Linked DNA regions of Anser cygnoides: region 1 is linked to region 2. Evidence: chromatin contacts called from public Hi-C data. All regions are on one chromosome and are shown on one strand. Each heading gives the region's core, a stretch centred on a gene start, on an enhancer-like site or on the middle of the called end of the contact. The rest is flanking DNA. Distances are from core to core; before and after follow the strand shown.

What was found. Hi-C and Micro-C count contacts between places; a contact is called where the count stands out from the background.
Region 1: a contact with region 2 is called in a Hi-C map of liver, with 2.4 times the contacts expected there. The contact joins the enhancer-like site here to the promoter of PPID in region 2. A contact is called at or near these places in 2 of 7 Hi-C or Micro-C datasets (both in liver).

Annotation. Positions count from the first base shown.
Region 1 is chr4:49,949,295-49,954,707 of Taihu_goose_T2T_genome, forward strand. It overlaps FNIP2 (folliculin interacting protein 2), which reads left to right. Exons shown (of 18, transcript XM_048076142.2): 4 at 804-904; 5 at 987-1,058; 6 at 1,740-1,840; 7 at 1,987-2,076; 8 at 3,213-3,284; 9 at 3,905-4,034. Among named protein-coding and RNA genes, the nearest start is that of FNIP2, 28 kb to the left of the region's middle. Within about 2 kb of position 2,672, at least 1 of the 3 cell types and tissues checked has open chromatin away from gene starts, as enhancers often do. A contact at or near this core is called in liver, where this site is marked.
Region 2 is chr4:49,914,918-49,919,764 of Taihu_goose_T2T_genome, forward strand. PPID (peptidylprolyl isomerase D) reads right to left here and starts at 1,785. Exons shown (of 10, transcript XM_048076145.2): 1 at 1,628-1,785; 2 at 504-644; 3 at 1-84. The coding sequence starts at 1,712. It overlaps LOC125184303 (a long non-coding RNA gene), which reads left to right and starts at 3,889. Exons shown (of 3, transcript XR_007168094.2): 1 at 3,889-4,287.

The DNA of each region.
Region 1 (5,413 bases), core at 1,422-3,921, 35 kb after region 2:
AAGTTAAGGTAGATAACTCAAGCTTCTGATTATATTTTAAGTCTTGTAGTCTAAGAATACACGGGCACATCTTAAGCTTTTATTCTATCTTAACCTCTTTGAAAGCATTAGAAAATAATAGCATTAACAACTCAAAGTCAAAAGCACTAAACCGTTCCCTCTTCTAGTTATAAACATGACTGTCAGTCATATCAGTTCAGTTCTGAAGAAGCTGTTGAACATGGTAGATGAAAGGGACTAATGTCTCATTGTAACACGAAATTTCTAAGAACAATTTTTTGACACTCTGGCTGTCTGTGTGAAAGCATAAGCATTTCATCTAGAAAAAATAAAATTTGAAGTGTCTATAGAATAAGGTAGAAGAAAAATTATATGTAAGTAGGAGGTAAATCAGTTCCTTCAGAACTGATAACCTCAATATTTGTTGTTCATGATCAGTCTTTTGAAACATAAGAAGAAATCGGTCTGATCATTCTTAGAAATGCAGTCTTTACAAATTATTTTCCAATAAAACATACTTCTGAGAAGCTTTCTGTAGGGGCAGAAAAGAACTTACAAATTTGAATTGCGAAGATAGTTTAATGCTTGTAGCAGTCTCTCCTGCAGTGAGCAAAACCGACCACATCTTCCAGCTGTCCTTGCTTTTACTTGCATTTAGTGTGTCAGAACCACACAGGATCATAGTTTGCATGAAAAAGCAGAATGTATTCTCCGCTCAAAATGCAGCACTGTCACTATTCTCAGTTGAAATAGTATGTCAAGTCATTACTGACTTTGCTGTTCCTTTCTTCTTGTCTGTGTAGTACACTAGACCAGCCTCTGATGTCAACATGCTGGGAGAAATGATGTTTGGCTCGGTGGCAATGAGTTACAAAGGCTCCACCTTGAAAATCCACTACATACGGTGAGTGTCCTTTTCTGTGATGCGCTCCCCTGTCAGGCACTTGGAACTGATGACTCACTGAAATGACTGTTTATCCTTTCAGCTCTCCCCCACAACTGATGATAAGTAAAGTCTTCTCAGCCAGGGTAGGAAGCTTCAGTGGAAGCAACAATAAGTAAGAACATCTCTCTTCTTCCCCTCCATACCCTCCCGCCCCCGTTCTCCTCCAATACAGTTGTCTTCCCTTTTTTTTTTCCTTTTGTAGGCCTTCTGTCACTGCTTTGAGATTTGACTTAGCTGAAGTGGAAAGGTCTAGTAGAAAGTTGGAAATGGAGGCTGGATTGTGGTTAAGTGTTAACTTGATAAGTCTCAGCCAGGACATTCATATTTCAAAAAAAAAACAAAACAAAAAAACCACCACACCTCCCTGAGTTTCTGCTTCTTAATTTGTCAAAGACATGCCATAAACTTCAGAGGTTAGGTACTTTGGACATTCAAAACATATACCCTTTCCAGCTGCCAGAAGAGTGCAGCAGTATATGTTGCAAGGAGCACTTCTGTTTTCTTCAGCAATAGCAAAAGTTACTGTTTCGCATCTATTCTCTTCTCAAAAATGGGCAACTTTGAATAAACTGAATCCCATGTGTGATATACAGAAGCTTACAACAACTCAGAGGGAGTTTATATAGAAAAAAGGGACTCTTTCCTTTTAGTTTCAGAAAACCTACTGGTCCTTCAAATGTAATTGTAAAGTTAATCTTCATCTTTCATTTTTTCATAAAATGAGTCTAATCTTCAAGCTAATACTAATGACTATTGATCAAGTTAGAAACACTGCCTTTTTCTCTTTTCTTAGCTTACAAGATAGCTTTGAATATATCAACCAAGATTCCAGCTTGGGAAAGCTGAGCTCTAATCAGAATGGTTTGGGAACCTGTCGCAGTGGAAGTAATTTAGGTAAATATTTGCAGGTTCTGTCTTTCTAAAAGTGTGACACCATCTGTTCCTTTAGTTTGGTTTCTTTTATTTTTTTTTCCTGTGCATCATCTTTTCCTTTAATTTTTTTTGCGTTGCGTTTTCTCTACATTGCTTTTGTTTCCTAGGTGTGTTACAGCTGTGTAGCAGCAAACTGCTGCAGGGTGTGTCTGAAGGAGGTCCCCTCCGCCTCATCCGCAGTGCTTCTTTCTTTGCAGGTTTGTGTGGAATGCCAACCACAGTGTGACCCATCCATATGCACACACAAATCCAGCTCCTTCTGAATTCTTACAAGAGAAACATAATTACTCTCTAGAAATAGAAAGGGCTGAGATAGTGACAACAGACAAATGTGGCTTTATACTTAAAATCTTTCTTCCAAACAACTGGCTGAATTAATTGCTTTTTGTTGATTTTCTGTTTCCAATTCCAGTGCTTAATTTTAAAAACATTTTTATGCAATGCGTTTAATAATAAATGAGCCCTTATATTTCTTAGAGAAGTTATGCTTCTTGCCTTGCTGATTTCTTGCTAGTGTGGAGGTGTACTGCTGATAATACAGCTTTTTTCTTTTCTTATATCATACTAATTTTCTAAAAGTAAAAAAAACACCTTTCAAAACTACTTCTTGAGCTAAGTCTGAAGGGCATTAAATTTTTCAACAATATCAATTTCTTTAATTTTTAAAAACTTAACACTGCTTTACATAGTCTCCTTTTACAGGCATACTGATGACCCATGCAGGTGGGTAGATATTAGGCTTAATTAGTTCTGTTAATTAAAAAAAATGAACTTGAATACCAATGCAGTTTCTTCACAGCCTTTGCAAATTTTGCATGCTCTACAATTTCAGTGACTGCACTACTAACACTTCAGTATAGTACATCATAAGCTGAATGTTTCTTACCATGAAGCTTTGTAGATAATAAATCTCTGCTTGGGGAGTAAATCAGAAGCTTGAAGGACATGTTTGACTATTCTGTTGTAACATTTAACCTTTGTAAATTAATAATCTTGCAAACAAAAAAAGTTGAGTGACAGATGGTAGTACCACCAGTTCTTGTAATCAAAAATCGGATGCACTTTGTAATGTAGACTGTATTCACATTCTTAAGCTTCTTAGAGACACTTTAGATTGGGCCAAGTAACTAACTTCCTCTAGTAACATGACATTCAGTATAGACCTAGTGTTTGCTACCACCTCTGCTCACGCAACACTGCGTATTTGGAGTAATGGTACAGGATGTAACTTTGGTGTTTTGTGACCTTTAGTCTCAAGCATGTTTTTTAAATGCTGACAAATAGTATAATGAGTTAAGTAATATTTTCTATTGATCTGATCTGTTTGTTTTAGCACACAGTACACCTGTTGATATGCCCAGCAGAGGACAAAATGAGGACAGAGACAGTGGCATTGCTCGGTCAGGTATCTGCTGTTTCTCTTGTTTGCCTACTTTTGTAATTGTTACAGTTCTTTGGCTCAGTGGATCACGTGGAATTTAGGCACCTTTATGACAAAAATCCAAACTTCTTCGACATCTGCTGAGCAGTCTTCTTTCTGCTATTGCCCTAAGACTTTATGCAAGAATATTTCTTGTGATACTCCTTGTTTACAGTCATTGTTTTGTTTTTTACCAATCTATAAGATGGAGGAAGAACTGGTTGGTCCTTTAACTATAGCAAGGGAAGAGAAGAGGTGTTTGCACTGAGTAGAAAAAGGTCAAGAGACCAAGAGGTATATCTAGTGTAATGAGAGAGCAAACACATCTTATGGCAGAATGCTTTTAATGAGAATAAGATGACTTTTAATATGTTCTAGGAGGAAAGATCCCTGTCTTTATAAGAAAATAATACTCTATGGCAAGAAGAATTTCTTAAAATGATTGTGCCTCCTGTTGCAAGCAAGTTACATGAAAACTGCTCTAATTCTCTTATAAAGAGCAGCAAGCAAGAACAATGTTTATGTGAATTTGTTCCCAGTCAGAGTATAAAGAAAAGCATTTAACTGGCACTCATTATGTGTGTATTTTTTTCCTTTTTCGATAGCATCTCTCAGCAGTCTTCTGGTCACTCCTTTTCCATCTCCAAGCTCTTCATCATCATCTTCTAGCAGCTATCAACGTCGCTGGCTCCGAAGTCAGACAACTAGTTTAGAGAACGGAATTATTCCAAGGTGGTGAGTGCAACACCTTTCTGCTTACAACAGCTGTTTGGCAATAATTTAAGCTAAGCAGAGTTTAAGCCTCTTTTATTTAAAAGGACGAATTCTGTCGTAAATACTGTCAGCTCATTCTGATTTCTGTGCATGTTAGGTAATACTGCCAGTATGAGGGAAGATCAAGTTTTGGTTGAGTGTGAGCTACAAGACCTGATCTGACATACTTACTGAATGTAGAGTCTGTGTCTAAAGACCCCGTCCTGAAAAGCAAATTAAACTTTTCTCTATTTCTGAAGGAGCAGAGCAGCCTGTTGAGATGAAAGAGACTGTAACAGCACCACTGCCATAATAACATTATACCATGATGAAGTCTTGACTAGTGAGCAATTACTGAAAGTGTGGGGTAATAGCCCATGACAATTCTCTTGGCTAGCACTGGGTGTTCCTGATGCGACTTCTGCCAAAACAGGAAGAAAAAAAGGGCTGTGATCAAAAAGCATGGCTTCTGTTTTGGAATTTTATTAGCTTTTGTGGCTCAGTAGCATAACAAAGCATGGAATGCAGCAGACCTTTTGTAGCTAACAAGCAAATTTTTCTGTTGTCAGTTGCAAAATAGTGAATGGGTCTTGATTATCTGCTCATATGTACTCATCTACCTGCACCCAGAAACAGTATGGAATTAGTGGAGGACTACAAGAAATTTGTACTGTGTGGCCTGTGTTACTCTTCACTGTCTTCAGTTAGGAGAACCTTAGAAACTGCCAGTTGAAATATGTGGTCTACTACAAAAAAAAATAAAAACCCACTCTATTTTTGATAAGCCTAATTTCAAATGTTATAATTGTCTCAACTTCTTTCCCTAGTGTCAACAATTGAACATTTTCCCTGGGTATTTTTGCAGAATCATTTTTAACATGAATCATGCAGTTGCACTTACGTAGTGGTCATGATTTCTAAATCATTCCGACAGTTGAAAAGGAGTTAGTAAACATTTTGCTTTCAGTAAATGGAAGTACTTTCTAGTCTAGTTTCCTAAAGAAATAAGACAACGTGTGAAAATGTTAAAACAGCGAGGAGGAAATAATTTCAGGCAAATTAAAGTAGCATCTGCATTTTGACAGCTGGAAGGTTCTTCAAAGTGTTATGAACGTAACAAATTGTTTAAAGGAAAGTAGCTGTACCGGGCTTCTAATTCACTGGAGGGAATAGCTTGTCTTTTTTCCTCATGGGAGAATCCGTGCTGCAGAAAGATCTTGGAAACAGGGCATTATTAGTTCTGCTGTTTAGAACTGCTTTTGTTTTGGGGTTCTTTCTGAGCCAAATGGCCTCTTCAGATACTTGTTTTCTGATCGCTTGCTGGAGAAACAGTAGGTTTCCGGCTGAATACTTCGATGACA
Region 2 (4,847 bases), core at 535-3,034:
CAAATTTTTCACCATAAATACTTTCTCCACCAGTGCCATTTTGATTTGAGAAATCTCCACCCTGGACCATGAACTGCTTAATAACTGTAAAAGAAAATAATTACAAAATATAGCAGCAAGGCAGGAAAGGCACTGCAGACCAAACAATTCAGAGATGACGAGCAATCCCAGTCATCAGCACTGCGCCTAAATAAAATGCAAACCACATTTTAGTTATCCTCACCCACACATTCCTTTTCTATTCAGTGAACGTTATTTGAAATTTGATTCTTTACCTGAAAACCACTTCAACCTATTTACAACTCACATTAAATTAGTTTTGCTAATTTACTGATGAATTTATAATGCAAATTTATTGACAATGCACGGCAGACAATATCTAGAGATTAGGAGAATCAAAAAGTCAAAAACTTAGTTTCAGTCATTATTTCTTCAACAAATGCTCCACAATAACATTTACCATTATTTCAAATATTGATAATGAAGGATTTCACAGGACTTACTTCTATGGAAAGGGCATCCTTTATAATGGAGAGGTTTTCCAGTTGTGGGCCCTGTTCCTTTCTCTCCCGTACATAACGCACGGAAGTTTTCGGCAGTTTTAGGTACAATGTCAGCAAATAATTCAAAGACAATGCGTCCAACTGAAATGACAGAAAATGAGAAAATGTTAAGTCCTGGCCTTGGCACAGTGATTTATCGAGCATTACAGGGCAAAGGAAGTCAATGTTTCAGATTTTTTGATCAAAAAGTTTATGTCAAGCATGTAAACCAACCTTACTCCTCATTCCCTTAAGCTCCCATTTTACTAAAATGGAGTAATGCTGAACTTGCAGGCGAATAATGGCTCTGTACAGTTACAGGTGCTACTAAGCAGTCCTTACACCTAAAAACGTACAGGAAGCGAAACCTGGAAAGATCACACACCCTACAAGAGTGGACAGATGGATTTTGTGTCGCTCTGTCACCTTGTCACAAGCTGGCTCCTTACGGTGCTGTCCCCCCTTGGTGCCGCCATCAGAGAGGATGCTCCCCTCTTCTCCTCAGCCTAACAGCCTCACTCTCCCGGACGCTGAGTGTAACTATACTAACTCTAATTAACGCGGGAATGAAATCAGATGGCTGGAAGTCAGTACAAAGCAGACCACCTCATCCTCCTCATTCTTCCGAACAGCCGCACGGCGCTCTGGAGGCAGCACCGCGCCAACGTGGGCTCTGCCAACCCACGCCTCCAGGCACTGCCCCGCCGCCCTTCCCCGTCATTTTTTATCCCAGCTCCGCCCCCGTGCCCACACCTTCCAACACCCCCGGCGACACCGCCACCCGCGGCCGCCGCCAGCCCGGGGCGCCTGGGGCCCGGCGGGGAGCAAATGGCGGCCCCAGGGCCGTGCGGGGCCGCAGCTGCCCGTTGCGCCGTGTGGGGCGGCTCTGCCCGGCCGCGGGGCTCCGCGGGGCCGCGTCCCCCCCCTCCCTCTGACAGCGGCGGAGCTCCGCGCCCGGCGAAAGCAGGGCGAGAAGCGGCGCGCAGGGCCCGCGGGGGCCATGTTGCCGCCGTGCCCCCCCCGCTCCCTCCCCGTCCACATCGCCCCGGCCCACACCGCCCCGCAGGCCGAAGCCCCGGCCCCACCTCGCTCGTCCCCGATGTCCACATCGAAGAAGGCGCGGGGGTTGCGGGGGTTGCCGGGCCGGGCGCTGGGGGACGGGTGCGACATGCCGCCGCTGCCCGCGCCGCCTCCCTCCCTCCCTCCCTGCGCCCGCTCCGCCCACGGGAGGCGGTGCGGCCCCGGCCGGGAGGGCCCGAGGCGATGGGCCAAGGGAGAGGGCTCCGGCCCTGAGGGGACGTGCGGTCCCGGGGAGCTGGGGGAAGGAGGGGTTTGGGGTTTCCTCTTGGGTTTGGCGTTTTATGTGAGCATCGTGCGCTGACTGGCATCGTGAAGGCAACGTAGGTCTTCAGGCAAAAGCAGAAGGGGCAGGAGAGTGCCAGGCTCTGCCTCTTGCAATATTGCAGCCCCTTCTGGAAATGCTCCGAATCGAAACGAGCCTTTCTGTTCCCTGCACTTCTTTAAAATCCAACACAGCAACCTCTGTGTTCAATCTTTGATTCATTGTATCCTCCAAAGGCTTTCTCCCCTAATTCATGTCATCTCTATACATTTGGACTTGAGCTTCATCAAGCTGGTTTTCATTTCTCTCTCTCGGTATGTCCTCAATATCAGGCATGTCAGAGGGCAGCTGTAATTCCCAGATGGAAAGAAAATATAAAGTAGCATTGATATTAATAACCCTGCGGGCCATATACTGCATGGCAATCGCTTCCACAGCCCCTGTACAGATGTCAGACGGAGGAGGTGATCGGCTTGGAGTGCTGTTGCGTATCGCATCTGGGAACCCTTAACAGGAGGAAAAGTCATCTGCTACCATCTGGGAGCACTTAGTGAGGAATTAGTGGAACCACACTGAGGCATTTCTTTCTCTGAGCCAGGTTACACAGCTGTGTCAGGGATTTCACATGCTCCACAGTGTCAAAGGCCACCAGGGCTTTGAGTCATGTGCAAGTCACCAGGCATCTGGCCATGGCCACAGGCTGACATTTTTTTCGTCATTACACTTAGCACAGGTGTGGTGCAGGGAGGCAGGAGAAATGGTCTTCAGTTGGGCAGTACAGTCAAGCCATGCGAGGACGGTCTCAGAGATTTCTTCAGCAGGCATCACATCTCGCATGTGTCCTCCGCAAGAGCTGCTGGCAGCTTCCACTCTGGAAGAAGGAGTGATTCATTCTTCCAGCAGCAGACTTACGCAGTCCCTGCAGCTTTTTTTCTGGCCAAGTTGGAAGAGTTTAGGTTCCAGATTATTAATTAATGTTACAGTAGTTGCTCAGAAGTCCCAATGTGCAAGGTACTTCAGAGGTGCAAAGAAAGAGGCAATCCCTATCCCAAACAGCTTGCAATCTAACCAGGCAGGACAGGGAAAGATTAGGAGAAAATAAATACTATGCTAATTTTAAGATGTGAGCTGAATGAGAGAGAAATTAAGGAACTTTCTCTGTGTTGTTAGGGGAGACTGGAAAATATGTGAACTGAATGAATGCCTCCCAAGCACTGCAGTAGTGTAATTACTGTAAGAACCCATGTATAGTTATTGACAGGTTGAAAAAAAAAAAAAGCTATAGCATGACTTCTGTCAAGAATTTTCAGAGTGATTTTATGTTCAAATGAATATATTAAGTTACACACTAAATTGGTAGGTAAACCTCTTTCAAAGTCAGATTTGCTTTATAAAATCCTCTAAACTCTCTGTTTTCAGGCAGTAAAATAATTGACTGTGATCCTCTAATGCTTTGTGATCTTGTAATTTAAAAACATTTCCTCTTACCAAAGTATCTCCTCTATTTAGACACTTCTGATAGTTTGCTTAGTAAATATTTGTAAAGCATTACATTGTAAATAGGAGCTACAGCGGAACTGCTTGTTAAACTTTTTAATTCAGATATTTATTTGTCTGCACATACAGCTTCGGCTACCCAGTAAATTAGTTGGAGTATTATCATTAGATAAACTCATGTTGGGGGTGCTAAAACCTTGAAGCCATTGCCTTCAAGTACAAGTCTCCCCTTTCACTACTGAATAAGTTGTCCTTGCTAGGAGGGTATGATGCTCCAGCCGAATACAGAGCAGTCAGAGCAGGGCTTCTTTCTGTGCAGCTCCCACATATCCAGCCAGTTATAAGATCTTGGTTTTCACCTCTTCCCTTCCTGGCTAAAGAAACTATCACTGATAAATGCATGTAAATGCATGTGTCATCCTAATATTTGTACTCTGAGGAAAGACACAATAAGCAAGTAAATTTTATCACTCTAGCCTGTCAGATACCATTCCACAGAATAAAATGTAAAATAAAGATTATTTATAATTGTTGCTGATTGTGTAGGTTGGACAAATATATACACATTCACAGTAGGATTTTTGCTTATTATTTATTTTTTTATCTCTTTTCACCTCCATATTGTATTCGAGAATAGAAGCTTTAAAATTTTCATTCCGCCAGAAGATGAATGCTTTGTCTCGGTGCAGAGCTGCTCTGTCGAGGGATATTAAATGCCATTTTGGATTGTGTAAGAGTAATGGTATGTTTGTGGGTTTTTCACAGAATTGAGTTGTAACTTCAAAATACGGCCCAGTGGAGTACTGATGGGATCCAACTGACAAGAGACTGCAGCACACACATCATCGCCTTTTCGGAACAGCCATCAGGAAGCCTCCAGTGAGGCAATTTTTGATAGCAGTTTGGGTAAGGATGTTTTTGCTGCTGGCTGTAAAACATAGCAGGCGCTCAGCCTTTCCCTTGCCATGTGACACACACACACTGTGCATCATGTGCTGTTCCCATGTGACCTGACACACCAAGCCCACCACCTTTGTCAGAGAGACAGCAGGCAGGTTAGAGAGAAATAAATCTGGTTCCTCGTCATCCCCATCTGCACCAAATCTTTTTCTGCATAAAGCTGAATAAAGAGGTCCCGGATTAAGCCCATACTGAGCAGTTATTGACGCTGAGCTGATTCCTCTAAGCTGAATTGAAATGCAATGTTAAACAAAGGAAGAACCATATGTTCTTGTCTCGCTATGTTTGAAGAAGAAAATTGTCTACAGCGCTGACATAATATACCAGAAATTGAAAGAAAAGTTGGGCATGTAGCCATCACTAACTTTGAGATACGCTGATCCCTAAAGAAATGGCTTAGATAAGAACCAAGCAAAGCCAAGAAGACTTTTTGGTCTGTGTATTCTGTCTGTGCTTTGAGCATGTTTTAGAGGCAAATAGCCAGAGTAATGCTTGGGAGCTCAGGG